Linked DNA regions of Mus musculus: region 1 is linked to region 2. Evidence: chromatin contacts called from public HiChIP or PLAC-seq data. All regions are on one chromosome and are shown on one strand. Each heading gives the region's core, a stretch centred on a gene start, on an enhancer-like site or on the middle of the called end of the contact. The rest is flanking DNA. Distances are from core to core; before and after follow the strand shown.

Region 1 (7,219 bases), core at 2,847-5,346, 70 kb before region 2:
TGCCTATCCTGTGTTTTGTTGTTTTAAAGTCATATATAGCTGGGTGTGGTGGTGCATGCCTTTAATCTCAGAACTCTGGAGGCAGAGGCATGTGGACATTTTAGTTCCAGGCTAGCCCAGTTTGTAGAGCAAGTTCTAGAACAGCCAGAGTTACACAGAAAAACATTGTCTTGGGGTGGGGGGACAGGGGAAGAGCATTACAGTATAACCTAACACTATACCAAGTACAAGAGGATTATGAGTTTGAGGCCAGCTTGGACTATATGGCAAGTCCTAGGCTAACCTAGGGGATACCTAGTAGGATCCTATCTCAAAGTAACCCATGTCCAGCCAGCTGACACAGTTGCAAAAGCACTTGACACACAAGCTTAATGACCTGGGTTCAATCTCTGGAACCCATAGTGGAAGGAGAAACTGACTCTCAAAAGTTGACCTCTGACCTCCAACAGGTGCTATATAGCACACATACAGCATGTGTATGTGCATGTGCACACACACCCAATAATAGTAATAAACTAAATAAAAACGTAGGAGGTAAGTTACTGTGCATAAGTATCACTACCATCAGTCTCTGGAACATTTTTTTTTTTCTAATCACCCACAACTCTGTCCTGGTTTGAGCACTAGCCAGGGCCACCACCGCCAGTCCCTGGTAACTACTGTTCTTTCTGTCTCTGGGCAGGCAACTGTCCTTTTATCACAGAGACATGGGATTATACAGCATTTGTCCTTTTTGTGTCTGACGTGTCTGGCTTATTTCACTTAGCATGTTCTCCAGGTTCTTTTTGTTTTGCTTCTAAATTATGAAACACCTTGGCCCCAAGTACAGAAAGCAAAGTGAAACACAATCCTTTTGTTTGCCCATTTCTCACAGGTTTGGCACGTGTTGATGGTTTGGTGTGTACAAGCATGTATGTGAGTGTGTGTGTGAGACTGACTCCACATGTGTACATGAGAGAGAATGGGGGGGGGGAGATGGCTAACCCTCCTTTTAGGTTAGCATGCATTTTTCATGTTCAGGCTTTTAAGAAAATTTCAAATCAATAACAATGTATAGTATATCTGTACAAGGCATATATGTTGTTATGTATGTATTTTATATAACACCATAATAAATATCTAAATTTGTATCTATAATAAATGATAGTATTTTGTGGGTTGTCATTGTTTTGTTTGTTGTTTTGGTCTTTGAGACAAAATCTTATGTAGCTCTGACTTGCCTTAAAGTCACTGTGTGGCTCCTTGAATATTGCCTCCACCTGCCAAGTGTTGGGAGACCAGGCATGTACTACCACCACACCTGCCTTACCTGGTGCTAGGAACTGAACCCAGGGTTTTATATCTGATAGCCACTCAACTAACTGAGCTACATCTCTAGCCCTCTTTTGTGTTTTATAAACACTTGAAATCAAGAGTGATGCACATGCCTGTAATTCCGGCCCTCGGGAACTGGAAGCAAGAGAGTCTGAAGTTCAAGGCCAGCCATGGCAACGTAGTGACTAGGTCAGCCTGAGCGATATAAAAACGTGTTCAGTCACACAGGGCAGCAAGATGAGTCAGTGGGTAAAGGCACTTAACACATAAGCCTGGTGACACAAGTTCAGTCTCCAGCACCCGAAAAGAGAACCAGCTCACAAAGTCACCCCCTGACCTCTACATACATGCTGTGGCACACATCATACACACACACACATAGAAACTAACCAAAAAACCAACTCTTCATTCTTTTGTTGTTGTTGTTATTTTTGTTTTTCAATACAGGGTTTCTCTGTATTGAACAGGCTGTTGTGAAACTTACTCTGTAGGCCAGGCTGGCCTCAAGTAGCATGATCAAAGGGGAAAAACAAACTATGACAAATAAACTATATGCATATTTTTGGCTTTGGCGCTGCCAGCACAATTGATCACAGCTCCTACCAGAAACCCAAGCGGCTTGGGATTTTGATGCCCCGGAGGAAGCAACACATCCTCGCTTCAACATCTTGAATGCCTAGACAGACCTGCTCCACATTTCCATCTGCACTTGGCAGTGTTAGCTTTTTTTCCTTTTAACCGTGCTACTCGGAGTGTACTTATAGTCCAGCGGTCTTAACGTGCATTTCTCTAATGATTAGTAATGCTAATCCTAGTGTGTTTATCTACAGACTTCCCAGCATGCTAGGAGCACCCAGACCACCCAAAGGCCAGTGAGGGACCAGAGGGCAGGCTCCGGGATATGCCAGGAGCCTCACTTTGCTAGAAGTGAATGCTGCTTGCTATTTTTATTCCTCTATGGTCTGGGATGTGGCTGCCAACTGGGCAGTGCTGCTGTTGCTCAGGCCTTCCTGGGCATGGATGCACTGTCCTCCTGGACACAGTAAACCATAGGATGGAATATCACGCTCCTTAGCCTCCCAAGCTCCACCTTTAGAAAAGATGAGTTGGCCATTGAATGGGTGGGGCTCTCCAGCTGCAGGAGGTTGGCCTCTGCACCTAGGATGGCTATTTATTTATTTATTATTTTTAAAGGACACTGTGGTTTCATTATGTAGCCCTAGCTGGCCTGGAACTTGCTGTGTAAAAAGCAAGCTGGCCTTGAATCCACATCCTCCTGCCTCTGCCTCCCAAGTGCTAAGATCAAAGGTGTGGACCACTGTGATGAGCTAAAATGGCTTTTTTAAGTGACTCCTCAGACTTTTGTCACCTGGGTCCTGTTGTTAAGAGTCTCAGGGAGGGCTGATGAGTTGGCTCAGTGTGTAAAGACCCTTGTTGCCAAGCCTGACAGCCTGCGTTCCATCCCTGAGACCCAAATGGTGGAAAAGGGAAAACTGAATCCCACCAGTTGAATGTTATTTAAAAACCTCTAGGGAAGGTACAAATATTACATTCCTACTTTCTTGTTTCTGCCATTGGCCAGAGCCTTGCTTGGTACCACAATGAAGTCTCATTTGACTCAAACTTGGGGTCCTTTAAGAGGGACAATGTCCTCTTATTTAAACTGTTTATTAGCCCCACTCAGAAATCTGGGAACCTCATGAGGGCTGAGAGGGCAACCTGCTTCTTCTGGTGCTCAGTTGGTTAGCAGCCAGGGCATCTCTCTGATATACAGGGTTCAGGCTGCGCAGACTCAAAGAGAAGCGCAGAGGAAATGTGTAGGTGTAGCTTGTGTCTTGGGGGCAAGACAGTGACAGGAGTAAGAAATGGAGAACGTGACGTCAAGGTTAAGATGAGGAAGCCAGTTTGCAGAGGAAGACTGGAAGCCCTTCTTTACCTGGGCTTCCTCCAACGAACAGAGCATGCTCAGAAAAAAGGGTCCTCCAGGTATAAACAGGAGAGATGTGGAGTATAAAGGACCACACACTGCAGTGGCCAAAGACTTTTTGGGTTCCTTCCTCAGCACATAAGTTCCTTTCCAGTCTCGGGAGTGGTTTTCCTGTTTTGATAAGCTATTTCTATTATATTCAGTTCCAACTTAAACGGAGTGACTTTTTCTCCATCTCGTTCATTCCTGGCAGCTGCCAAGATGTACAGTTTGCCTGCTCTGTTGTTTTTTCTTGCAAAATCTAAATAAAACTGTCCCCAAACTTCCTTGTGATCCCACTTTAAAATTATTTTATCAATGAGATTGCCACCCCCCCCCCTCCCAGGGGAACCTCCGTTTCCCTAGAAACAAGACTATACTACCCTGATCCATGCACCAACATCTGCCGCTCCAGGGGGTGTCAAGGTATCAGGCCTGGGAGAATGTTTGCTATACTAATATACTAAGAACCCAGCCTCCCTCCCCTCCCCGGACCTTCCGCATTCCTCCCTTTCCAGAGGAACACTGCCCTCCCGCCCCCCCTTCCCACCCCCACCCCGCTCCCAGCAGCACCACCAAGGCAGGGCTGCAAGAGATATGCACTACTCCCCTGCCTCCACCTGGGTCCTCAGGAGGGATTTGTTCACTGGGTCCAGAGCTGCTCAGCCTGGATATCTGGCCTAAGCTCAATTGCCTCCTGCTAGACTTTCTTCCTGTGGTTTTGCAGGCTGGCACTACCACTCAGTACCCAGCTCTGACTTAACTATCAAAGGACCGGTGGAATGACCTGGCTGAGAATGACAGCTACAAGCCTAGCCCTGCTCTCTGTGCCAGGCACTGCTCAGCCCTGCACCAACCTTATCTTCTGCACTGAGTCAGAGTCTAGCTGGACTCTAGCCTTAGACGCCTGACAGCTCTTTCTGAGCCTGGGGAGAGCCTGGCCAACAGGAAGGCCTCGTTCACCCAGCAGACCTGACCCAGGCAGTCTCTCTTTGAGACACTCCATAAACAAGGTCAGGTGGTGCTAGTGGCATCTCAGGACAGGGAACATGCCAAGGTAGCAACAGGGACTGAGCCAATGACCCCCAGGAAGCTCCCAGAAGTGCATCCCAGAAAGTCAAGGGTGGATGTCCTGGAATCCCCTGGAGCTTAGGCCAACAAGGTTGACCATTTCTGGCTAGGGCTTTGGTGGCCTGTCTCCCCTCTCTGGGTCTCTGCTTCATCACCTATCAAATGGCAGGTAAAGTGGGTGGCTCTAAGTGCCTTCCTGGTTCTGGACATAGATTCTGAGAACCCAGAGGCATCAAGATTCATAGACAAGTCCCAGGCAGGAAGCCATTGATCCAGAGATACTTTCCTCTCAACCAAACCAAATTCTCCCACTGGCCTGACTTAGACCTCCGGTGGGGAGCTACTCACTGCTGACACTCAGTGTCAACTGGCCGGTAAGTGGCCATCTGAGCAAGAGAAACGGGAAGAATGGCTTCAGTGTATTTCAACCTGGTTCGAAAGACCTGAGCCCCAAGTCTTCACCATCCATGACCCAGGCCAGAGAAGAGGGACACAAACACAGCTGGCAGGTCCTTTGATCAGGGTCCAGCATCAGCTCAATGGGGTGAAATACTGTTTTGTGATCTCCCTATCTAGGTGGCACAGAGATGGAAATGGGCTGCCTGCTTTTACCATGCATCTCCAAGGATTTTTCATCCACAAGCAATCCCCGCACCTCTGCCTGCTGTCCCTCCCTCCTCTGTCCCTTGGCACTGCACACTGTTCTGAAGGTGAACTCTGGTTGTGGCAGGTGTCACTCCTCTGGGTTCATCTGTGGGTTGTGGAGATGACAAGACATGCAGGACTGGTGTTCTGCTCACTGTGTACAGCCAAACAACAACAACCACCACCACAGGAGTCCCTTGTTCCAAAAGCTTGGTGGTGATTACAGCTGAGACTCAACTTTCAGCAAGTGTTAAGACCTCTCCATCCCAGGTTCTAATTTCCCCTCCATTACGTCCCAGTCTTGAAGAAGGACTATCCAAGGGAAACTGAGTTCTCTCTTTCCTAGAAGTTCAAGGATATGGTCCTTGGGACTTCATCAACTCCCTGAGGAATTGGGAGGAGCAGGAGGGGATTTCTGTGCTTTTGTGTTACAGGTGACTGAGCTGCTGGGAGCCATTTCAGGCTAATAGCTGTGGAATGTGTGTCAGTGGCTTCCTGCTAGCCGGGTGTCCCCCTACAGTCATCTGTAGGGCTGCCCAGACGGCAGGCGAGGGATGAGTCGGGGATCTGGGTAGATATGTGCCCTGGCCCAACTGTCACGGCTGAGTGATCATTAAAGGCTTCTCTGCTGGGACCTAACCGCCAGCCTCCATCCCTCCAACCATGCCCCATCTGTTTATTGTTTATACAATCCATGTTTGCTGGTGACTGATGACAACAGTTTGAGTAGAGCCAGGGAGACTGGAGGCAGCCCTGGACTCGTGCCAACCACCCTGCTGGGCTTTGAATTATCCCACCACTGCTCCACTCAGAGTCTCCTTTGCTTCTTCCTACGGAATCTTCCTGTGGTGGTCCGTGCCTGATGGTTTGTCTCCTCCATTTTGGCTTTAAGGGATCTTTCTAACCCAAACCACATCTAATCACTGTGTTGTGGGGAAGCTGTTAGTGTTCCCCGTGATGAATGTTGTCTCAATTACTTAGCCGGGCCTTCCTGGGTCATCTCTGGATCTGATAAGGATTATTGAAATATAAATGAATGGATAGATAAATGAAGAAATGAGCACAACTCGAATTCCAGTGGAGCTTATGCCCTATAGATTATATTATCTCTTAACATCAGGATTCCAAGTCCCAAACAGGGGACTTGACCAAAGAAAAAGGCCAGGCCCCAGCAGAGGCTATGCAGACAGTGACATCGGACCTGACTATTGTCTACCAGGTCTTTCCATCAGAGGATAGGTCTAAATCAACATCCTTTTACCCAGGAAAAGAAAAGTCCTCAGGGCTCTGGCCTCCTAGAATATGTTTTCTTTCTGGGGGGGTTCTAGCTGGGGACCACGTCTGCAGAGTCTGAGATCAGTCCTGCAACCCTTGGGGGCCCTGACACCAGCTCAGATATGTGCTCGTGTGGAAACTAGTTTCTATGATTGATATTTGGCCTATAATTTATGAGATTTGTCATCTTCAAGGCCAGAGGAACTATCTCAAGGGCTCTGTCCTTTGTGACCTCCGATCCTGCTCAAGTTCTCCACCCTCTAAAGCATCCCCGGAGCTGGCAGCCAGCTGAGAGGACGCAGCATCCCTGAAAGATTTCCAGATACTCCCCACTCCTTGCCCCAGGCCCTGAGACTTTGGTGGAAGTCACGAACTGGACAAATCCAGTGGGGACTCAGTTCTGAAATCCTTCCTGCAGTTTGCAGCAGCCAATCGAGAAAGGGCATGTGGGAGCCTCAGAGAGGAGGAAATGTAAAATGGAGCAAGCGCTTTGGAAAAGTTCTTCTGAAATATCTTTTAAAAAACGAACCATAGAGCCTGAGATGACTCAGCAGGTGGAGGTGCTTGCAGCTGAGTCTCCATCTGGAAGAAAATAATTGATTCTTATAGGTTGTCCTCTGGTCTCCATATGGGCACCGTGACACATGCGCACTATCCCAGCCTCTGCCACACACACACACACACACACACACACACACACACACACACACACACACATAAATAAATGTAATAAGAATTTAAAAGGTTGGTGAAATGAATCGGAGGGTAAATAAAGGTGCTTGCCACCAAGACAGATAACTTGAGTTCAATCCCCAGTACCCAGTGACAGAAGAGAGGACCCTCTGTGCCATGCCCCCCCTCACCCTGCATAAATAAATTTAATTGTTTTTAAATTTAAAAGAAGGGCCTGAGAGGAGAGGCAGGCAGGTCTCTGAGTTTGAGGCCAGC
Region 2 (7,305 bases), core at 2,072-4,571:
AAGCTACCAGTAGATGTGGAAAGATAAGGGGCTGGAGAGATGGCTCAGTGGTTAAGAGCACTGACTGCTCTTCCAAAAGTCCTGAGTTCAATTCCCAGCAACCACATGGTGGCTCACAATCATCTGTAATGGGATCTGATGCCCTCTTCTGGTGTGTCTGAAGACAGCAACAGTGTACTCACATACATAAAATAAATAAATAATAAATATATTTTTAAAAGATAAGAAAAGATATTGAGATGTGGTACCATCACGTCCCTCCCCTCTACTTATGCTTAAGAGGGACAGTACCCCCACATCTGGGAGACAAGGAGTTACCTGTTAACCTAGCTACTCAGACATTTCTCAGTTTCCTGAACTGGATGATTCCCCACAAAACAAGGCCTGAGGCCCAACCCAAATTTTCAGTCTGATCCCTGTCTCTATCTGTATCCCAAAGCTTCAACTAGTATCTGCATCAGGACACTAATTCAAGAGATGTCAACCTTGAGTCACCCCTTATCTCATTGGTAGCCATAAAAGATCTGATTAGTTTCGTCCAACACCTACCTGACCCATTCTATCCTAAACTACCCCCAGAGGAGTTAGGGAGGTTAGGCAGAACAAAGTGACCCAGACACATACTTTTTTTTATCCCCCCAACCACATACCAGTTCTTTGTTTCTCTCACCTATACAGAGGCCCCAGAGGTCTCAGACTTGCGCACATGCTACCCCCTCTCCATGATGTTCAGGTACCTCTACTTCATCCTGCCTTTGACCTCATCTTCAACATTCTGCACTCCCACCATTCTTCTCTCTACACAAGAAAGGTGCAATCAGCAAACTCATTCTAGACCCAACATTGGGCTGGTTCTCTGCTCTGGACCCAGCCCTCAAAAGACAAAGAAGCTAGGCATGGCAGCACACATCAGCAGTCTCAGTGCTTAGGAGGCTGGTGGGGAGATGAAAGTTCAAGGCCAGCTTGCACTACACATTAAATCCCTATCTCAAGCAAGCAAGCAAGCAAATAAAAGGGAATCCAGTTTTAAACCCATCTTTGTATAAATTAAAGACTATGGTTCAGTCTTATCTGAGACACAAGTGGAGAGAGCCAGAAGCAGATTGACTTTCAAAATAAACAGAAGAAAACCCCTCTGGAACCACCTGCCCTTTGAAATAGCCTTCCCAAGCTGCTACTATGGTTCTGAGATGGCTCATGAGGTAATGTGTAGCAGGCACATGGGCTGCTGTTGTAGACTATAAAATGCATGAAACTCGCAGTTGCCTATAGGGGAATGTGATCTCCTGTTGTTCTATGCCTTCTCTGCTTGCCTTATGGGTAGCATGTCTCTATCAAAAAAGTGAGTCTCTCACCCTAGGAAAGATCTCAGCTTTAAAAAATTTAGCGCAATGCTTTTTATATCAGTGGGTTATATTTAAAGCATTCAAAGGCCTAGATTTGCATCGACTGCATTTGACTTAGTCAAATTATTCACCATCCATCTCTCATGTACAACCCTCTTCTCAGTCTATGAAAGCTCCGATTACATAGAGTTTAGGTTTCTTCCAGGCAAATTGATCATCAATTTCTTAGACCTCATCCTACCAAGTATCTTGGACTAGTACAAGTGTCTGGCTCCCCTATTGGTATTTTGAACGTGTCCAAGCTCAAATCATGGCCAGCAAGCATTACCAGTGGCTTTTTTCTGCTGCAGTGTCTGAACATCTTTCTCATAAGAGAAAGTGAAAGCAAACAGGCCATGAAAGTGTCTTAGCTGACTGGGAGCACAAGAGAGGAAGAAGGGAGAGCATCCTACCTGGTAGGGCAGACTCTTGAGAACACGACTTATAAACAATTGTGAATGCCTACCATTTGTTGATTACTTGATACGTTCAAAATTATATTGAACTTCAAAACAATCCCATGGACGGACACACACACACACACCAGGCTGAATCAACTGATCTGGAGTAGCTGTGTCTTGACAGATGTCCCTAACTCTTGCCAAGCAAACATGTCTGTCTGACAACACACGACTGTATGTGTTTGTTTATACCTTACTTTGTTCCACATGGCATTTGGGGTAAAGAGGGAGATGTGAGACACAGCAAGACACAAAAAGACAAAATGAGGAAGACAAGCTAAAGACACTTCGAAGATGCCAGGATCTTTCTTCTGCCAGCGACAGGTCTCTGACTGGGCCCCAAGCTTTCTGCAGCCATGTTGTGGGGGCAAGGGGCAACAGGGATCTCCTCCCATTGTTGGTATTTGCAGCATAAACATAAAACAAAATGGACCAAAGACTTTAAAAGCACCAATTTTCCTAATTTCAGGTCCCCAAAACAAATGCACCCCAAGTGGCACCCTTGGGAGGCTTTAACCTAAAAGCACAGAGCAGAAGAATTAAAGGGGCCTTTGTTCTCCTGGCTCCCATCAGCAGCCCCATCACGGCTTAGCCAAGGTAGCTCTGGAGGATGTAGAGGACTAGGAGGATGTGTAGTTTAGCCTCTCTCAGCTGAGCCATGCAGCTGTCCAGATCTGGATCTCTTGAGCCTGCACAGCTTTGTAGTGAGTTCAAGGAAATGAAAGTGGGATTGGATTGGGCAGAGGCATAAGAAATGATCCCAAATTGGTTGCAGTAGAAATCTCAATGGTTCTTTAGGGAGTGTGGTAGCTGAAATGGCTCTTTAGAACTGTCCCAAAGACAGCCCAAGGGGCCTGGCCTTGTATTCCCTCCCCATCTGCCTGTCATTTGTCACCAACCACCCTTGAATAGGGGCTTAACCTTAATCAAGCCGGGGAGGGGGACACAGCTGTGAGATATTGCCAGTGGGCTTTGGGTGCAGCATTCATGACCATTGCCCAACAATCAGAAGACAACAATCAGAAGACAACAATCAGAAGACAACAATCAGAAGGCAACAATCAGAAGGCAACAATCAGAAGGCAACAATCAGAAGGCAACAATCAGAAGGCAACAATCAGAAGGCAACAATCAGAAGGCAACAATCAGAAGACAACAATCAGAAGACAACAATCAGAAGACAACTTTCTAGCATAGAGCTCACTGAGGCTTATGTACCCTCTAGCACCAGGCGTTCCACTTAGACTGGCCATACAGGACAGAGGGCCTCTGCTCTCAAGCCCTAAGGCTGTTCCTCTTATCACAGATAACAATAACCTCAGCCTGTTAAACCTAATACACACACATACACACACACACACACACACACACACACACACACACACACTCCTGAATAAAAGCTCCAGAGAGCACCTAGCTTTAGCAGTATTACTACTTCCTGGTGTACGAGCCAAAGTAAACAGTTTGCTCAGCACACAAGGACAAGGCAGCATCGGCACAGTTGGGTGGTGCTGTTAACAGGAAATCTGCAGGTTAGACGATGATAACAGCCTTAAACTTGGACTTTGTAAAGTTTGCCAGAGAAGGGGGTCAGGAGGGACTCAGGGTGAAGCCAGCTGGAGTGACCTGTGGAGGGGAGGGTGGGGAAGTGTGGGCCTGACATATTTGAGGGTTGGAGGTCCCGGGGAAGCAGAGACATAAAGGGGCCTCTGGGATAACCTGCAGGAGACTGCAGGCTCTCCTGCTCCATCAGCAGTGCAAGGCTCCAGCTGCCACCTGAACCAGCTCTGCAGCTTTGCAGATGGTGTGTCCAAGGGTGGGCTTCCCGAAGGTTTCCAGATCTGTCTGTGGACACTAGCCTAAGGCTTACAATTGTCCCTGCTGGGTCTGTTTAAAGTTAGGTAACCTGAAAAGTGTAACCATGACCGCTGTATTTATATTATTCCAAGTTTGACTTTTAAGAAATATATCAGGTGCTTATGTTAAACATCGCCGTGAGGTTCCTCTTTACTGTCCCTTATATCTTTATATCCCTTATATCTTTATATCCCTTATATTCTTTAAATGAAGGCACATGAGGTATAGAGCAGAGGAGAGGGGCTGGCTCTGAGCCAGGCTTCCTGACCACTTTCATTCCTGGGAGTTCTCCTTGGTACATCCTGTCCACAGGAAGCAGCTGGCTCCTTGGTGACCATGCCTGATCACCAAGCACAGTGGCCACAGCAACCTGTAACTTTCCTTCCTGAAAGTTTGGTGTCTATGGCCCACAGAAAGCAGAACCAACAGCTCTGTTCAAAGCCTTTCGGTTCTGCCTGGCTTGACTTGCCGCCCTGGCCACACAGATGTTGTCAGTTTGAATCTGCTGTAATGAACTCTGTAAATAGCTTCCCTAATGGATAATCAATCATTTCAGAGATTTAATACTGAATCAGGCTGCTGGACACATGTGGGGGCAAAGCTGTTTGTATCTGATCCAAACAAACCTCCCTTCCTCTTTTACTTCGCAAAGCAAAACATGTCATATTAAATACCTAATGATCTACGACAGGTCTCCCATGACCTAAAAAGAAAAGCTAAAGACACAGACCATCCAAGACAATACAAATTACATGTAATTTGTGCATCTCTTGAAATTAGGTTCTTCATTTAAAGAATATAAAGGATAGTAAGGTAGACTCTCAATTTGCCATTTAACAGAAACATCTACTATATTTCTTAAAAGTCAAACTTGGAATAATATAAATACAGCGGTCATGGTTACACTTTTCAGGTTACCTAACTTTAAACAGACCCAGCAGGGACAATTGTAAGCCTTAGGCTAGTGTCCACAGACAGATCTGGAAACCCTCTGGAAGCCCACCCTTGGACACACCATCTGCAAAGCTGCAGAGCTGGTTCAGGTGGCAGCTGGAGCCTTGCACTGCTGATGGAGCAGGAGAGCCTGCAGTCTCCTGCAGGTTATCCCAGCAGCCAGCCCAGCCTCAAAGGCCTCTGTGCCCCACCCCCACCACACACACCAGCTGCCCAAACCCTGCTGACTCCCATCTCAGTATCCCTAACTCCACGTTCTCCCAGTCACATGTCTGCCCACTCCACAGGCTTATTCTGCCTTAAAGTCTAGTGTCAGTGATTCCAGCAGCCTCTTACTAGCCCTCTATGGTCTTACTCCGAGTGTCCCCTGCTGAGTGCATCTACTCTCTGGCCTTCTGTTATCTGTTATTGGCCATTCTTCAATCTCTGGCTTCCCCCAGTACATATCATTTCTGCTGTTTCTACATGGGTGTGGGTGTAAATTAGAAAAGGAAGGCCAACTCCCACCTGTCATTCTTCCTAGGAAACCATGCTGCCAGACCCAGCCTTAGAGCTGACTCCATCTTTCTAATGTCTAGTGGATTGGGCCAGTATGGTAGAGCTGGCCAGTACCACAGAGTGAGGCTAACACAGAACAGGGATAAAACCTTGATTTGATAAGGTGGAGGAGATACCGCCATTTCTTATCTTCCCAAAGACACTCTTAAAGATTTTTTCTCCAAGTTCTTAACTGTTTTCAAAATACTCTATCTCCAACTCACCACTTGCTCGGCTTCCCAAAAGCTGTGAAATTGCCAAGTGCCCTTTTAAAATGTCTCTGTGATGTGGATCTCACAGTTACTTGTTTATCTTCCAATGGCAGGGACTTCACAGGTCACCCAAGTACACACACTGGCAGAGCTCTATCTGAGTCTGGGAACATAGTCAGGTGGCCAGGTGGGGAAGGAGGCCAGAACAGGACTCCTGTCTTCCTGGGCCTCTCCCAGTGCCCTTCTTAGCATTTCAGCCAACCCAGGACCCATCTGCCTACAGGTTAGTGTCAGGTGGAAAGTCCCAGGTTGGACAGCAGAGTTCTAAAGAACACCTGGGAAGAATATACCCATTTATCAAACAAGGGAACTGAGGCTCGAAAGTGAAGAAGTTGCCTAGGCTTTTATACTTGGTGTGTAGCAGCTGGTAAGATTTCTGATCCAGGCCTCCCTCTCAGTACAGCCTACACGTTCTACTCATTGAAAAGAACTTACTTTCTGTCCTTATACCTGAATTTAACACCCATGGGGAGAAAGTACAGAGAAGATTATCACCAGCTGCTTCCAAAGGGGGATTAAATCCTTTTTTGGATTCCTCCTAATGTGCAGCCGTGTTCTGTAACTAGCCTAGAATTCTCCGAGTCCACTTAGCTTTTTATAGTTTGACCTTTGCACAGGAAAAAAAAAAACTCAATGATTTCCCACTATTATGAATAAATGGAAATGGATATGTTTTTTTCTGAATGATTAAAGAGTGAAAATCAGAGCCTACCACCATCCAAGTCCTCTGGAAATAATTTCTCTGGAAAGATAAGGTTCCCAAAGCTACCTTGCAGGTGGATCAAATCCTTACAACAGAGCTCTGGCACACCATTTGTTTATTTTCCATTCTTGCCATGGAGAAGAGGGTAGCTTCATCCTGGGTACGGAGGCAAAAAGCAGGACTTTTGACCCTCTGACCCTCAAAATGGCCCAAACCTTGGGTGTCAGACCAAGTACATTGTCCCCAAAGTATGCTAATGGGACACTGACAGCATCACCAGTGTCCTTCAGAGCACCACTCAAGCACAGGTGCATGGGTCTAGCAAAGCCTGCGTCACCAGCTGTCAAAGCAGGGCACAGGAGCGCACACTCACTGTCCCAACTAAATGGTAGACTGAGGCAGGAAGATTTCTTAATCCCAGAAGTTCAGGGCCAACCTAGACAGCACAGTAAGTAAGGCTCTGCTTCAACATACACAAATCAGTGCATAATAAAGCAAGCTTCCCCCCTATCCATTCACAAAGGCCTTGGGGAAAGCCAAGGGTGGGCAAGAGCAGCATCGGCATCACACGCAGAGATGCTCTCCGATAGCTCCCTACCTCCTCCTCTGAAACCAGACTGTTATGAAATCGAGGAGTTTAAGATAATGGTTCTGTAGCTGGTGCTTAATAAAGGTATTCCCATCTTTTCAAATACCTAACCTTTAAAACATATGCCATGCGCTACCGTGCTTCTTAAGCAACTGAGCTGGAATGTTATTTTATAATGTCTTATTGACACCAGAATCCTTACTACAAAAATGTGAGAATCACAGACTCTGGGGTCTAATCTCACTGTGACCTTGCCCACGAGATTTGCAGAGCCATTTGCTTTGTGGCTTTTCTTTTGGGTTTGCGGGTTGTTTTGTGTTTTGTCTTGTTTTGTCTTGTTTAATGGAAACCAGGGAAAAAGTTGTATCATAGCCGCTGCGTATTAACTCATGCAGGCAGAGTGCACAAGACCACTCTTTACAAACCAGCCTGTGGGAATTAGCGGTGCTGTGGCAGCCAACTTAGAGCTGGAGGATGCTTTCAGATTACTCCTTCCTAGTCTCACAGAGCTGTTCGGGGAGCTACACGTGGCTGGGTGTCTGTGGGA

What was found. HiChIP or PLAC-seq counts read pairs in DNA pulled down with a chosen protein or histone mark.
Region 1: a contact with region 2 is called in an HNF4G HiChIP or PLAC-seq map of pancreatic cancer cells. The contact joins two enhancer-like sites. A contact is called at or near these places in 1 of 39 promoter capture datasets (embryonic stem cells), 1 of 15 datasets of contacts at CTCF or cohesin (the NIH/3T3 cell line), 27 of 484 Hi-C or Micro-C datasets (the HPC-7 cell line, differentiating embryonic stem cells, embryonic stem cells and 4 more), 4 of 115 datasets of contacts at active chromatin or transcription factors (the NIH/3T3 cell line, embryonic stem cells, heart atrium and 1 more) and 1 of 9 other capture datasets (embryonic stem cells).

What each region holds. Positions count from the first base shown.
Region 1 is chr8:106,375,503-106,382,721 of GRCm38.p6, reverse strand. No RefSeq gene overlaps it. Among named protein-coding and RNA genes, the nearest start is that of Gm34026, 21 kb to the left of the region's middle. Within about 2 kb of position 4,096, at least 62 of the 459 cell types and tissues checked have an H3K27ac peak or open chromatin away from gene starts, as enhancers often do. A contact at or near this core is called in pancreatic cancer cells, where this site is marked.
Region 2 is chr8:106,304,542-106,311,846 of GRCm38.p6, reverse strand. The region is part of intron 1 of Smpd3 (sphingomyelin phosphodiesterase 3, neutral); the gene reads left to right. All of the region lies in intron 1 of 4930506A18Rik (RIKEN cDNA 4930506A18 gene), which reads right to left. Among named protein-coding and RNA genes, the nearest start is that of 4930506A18Rik, 26 kb to the right of the region's middle. Within about 2 kb of position 3,321, at least 91 of the 459 cell types and tissues checked have an H3K27ac peak or open chromatin away from gene starts, as enhancers often do. A contact at or near this core is called in pancreatic cancer cells, where this site is marked.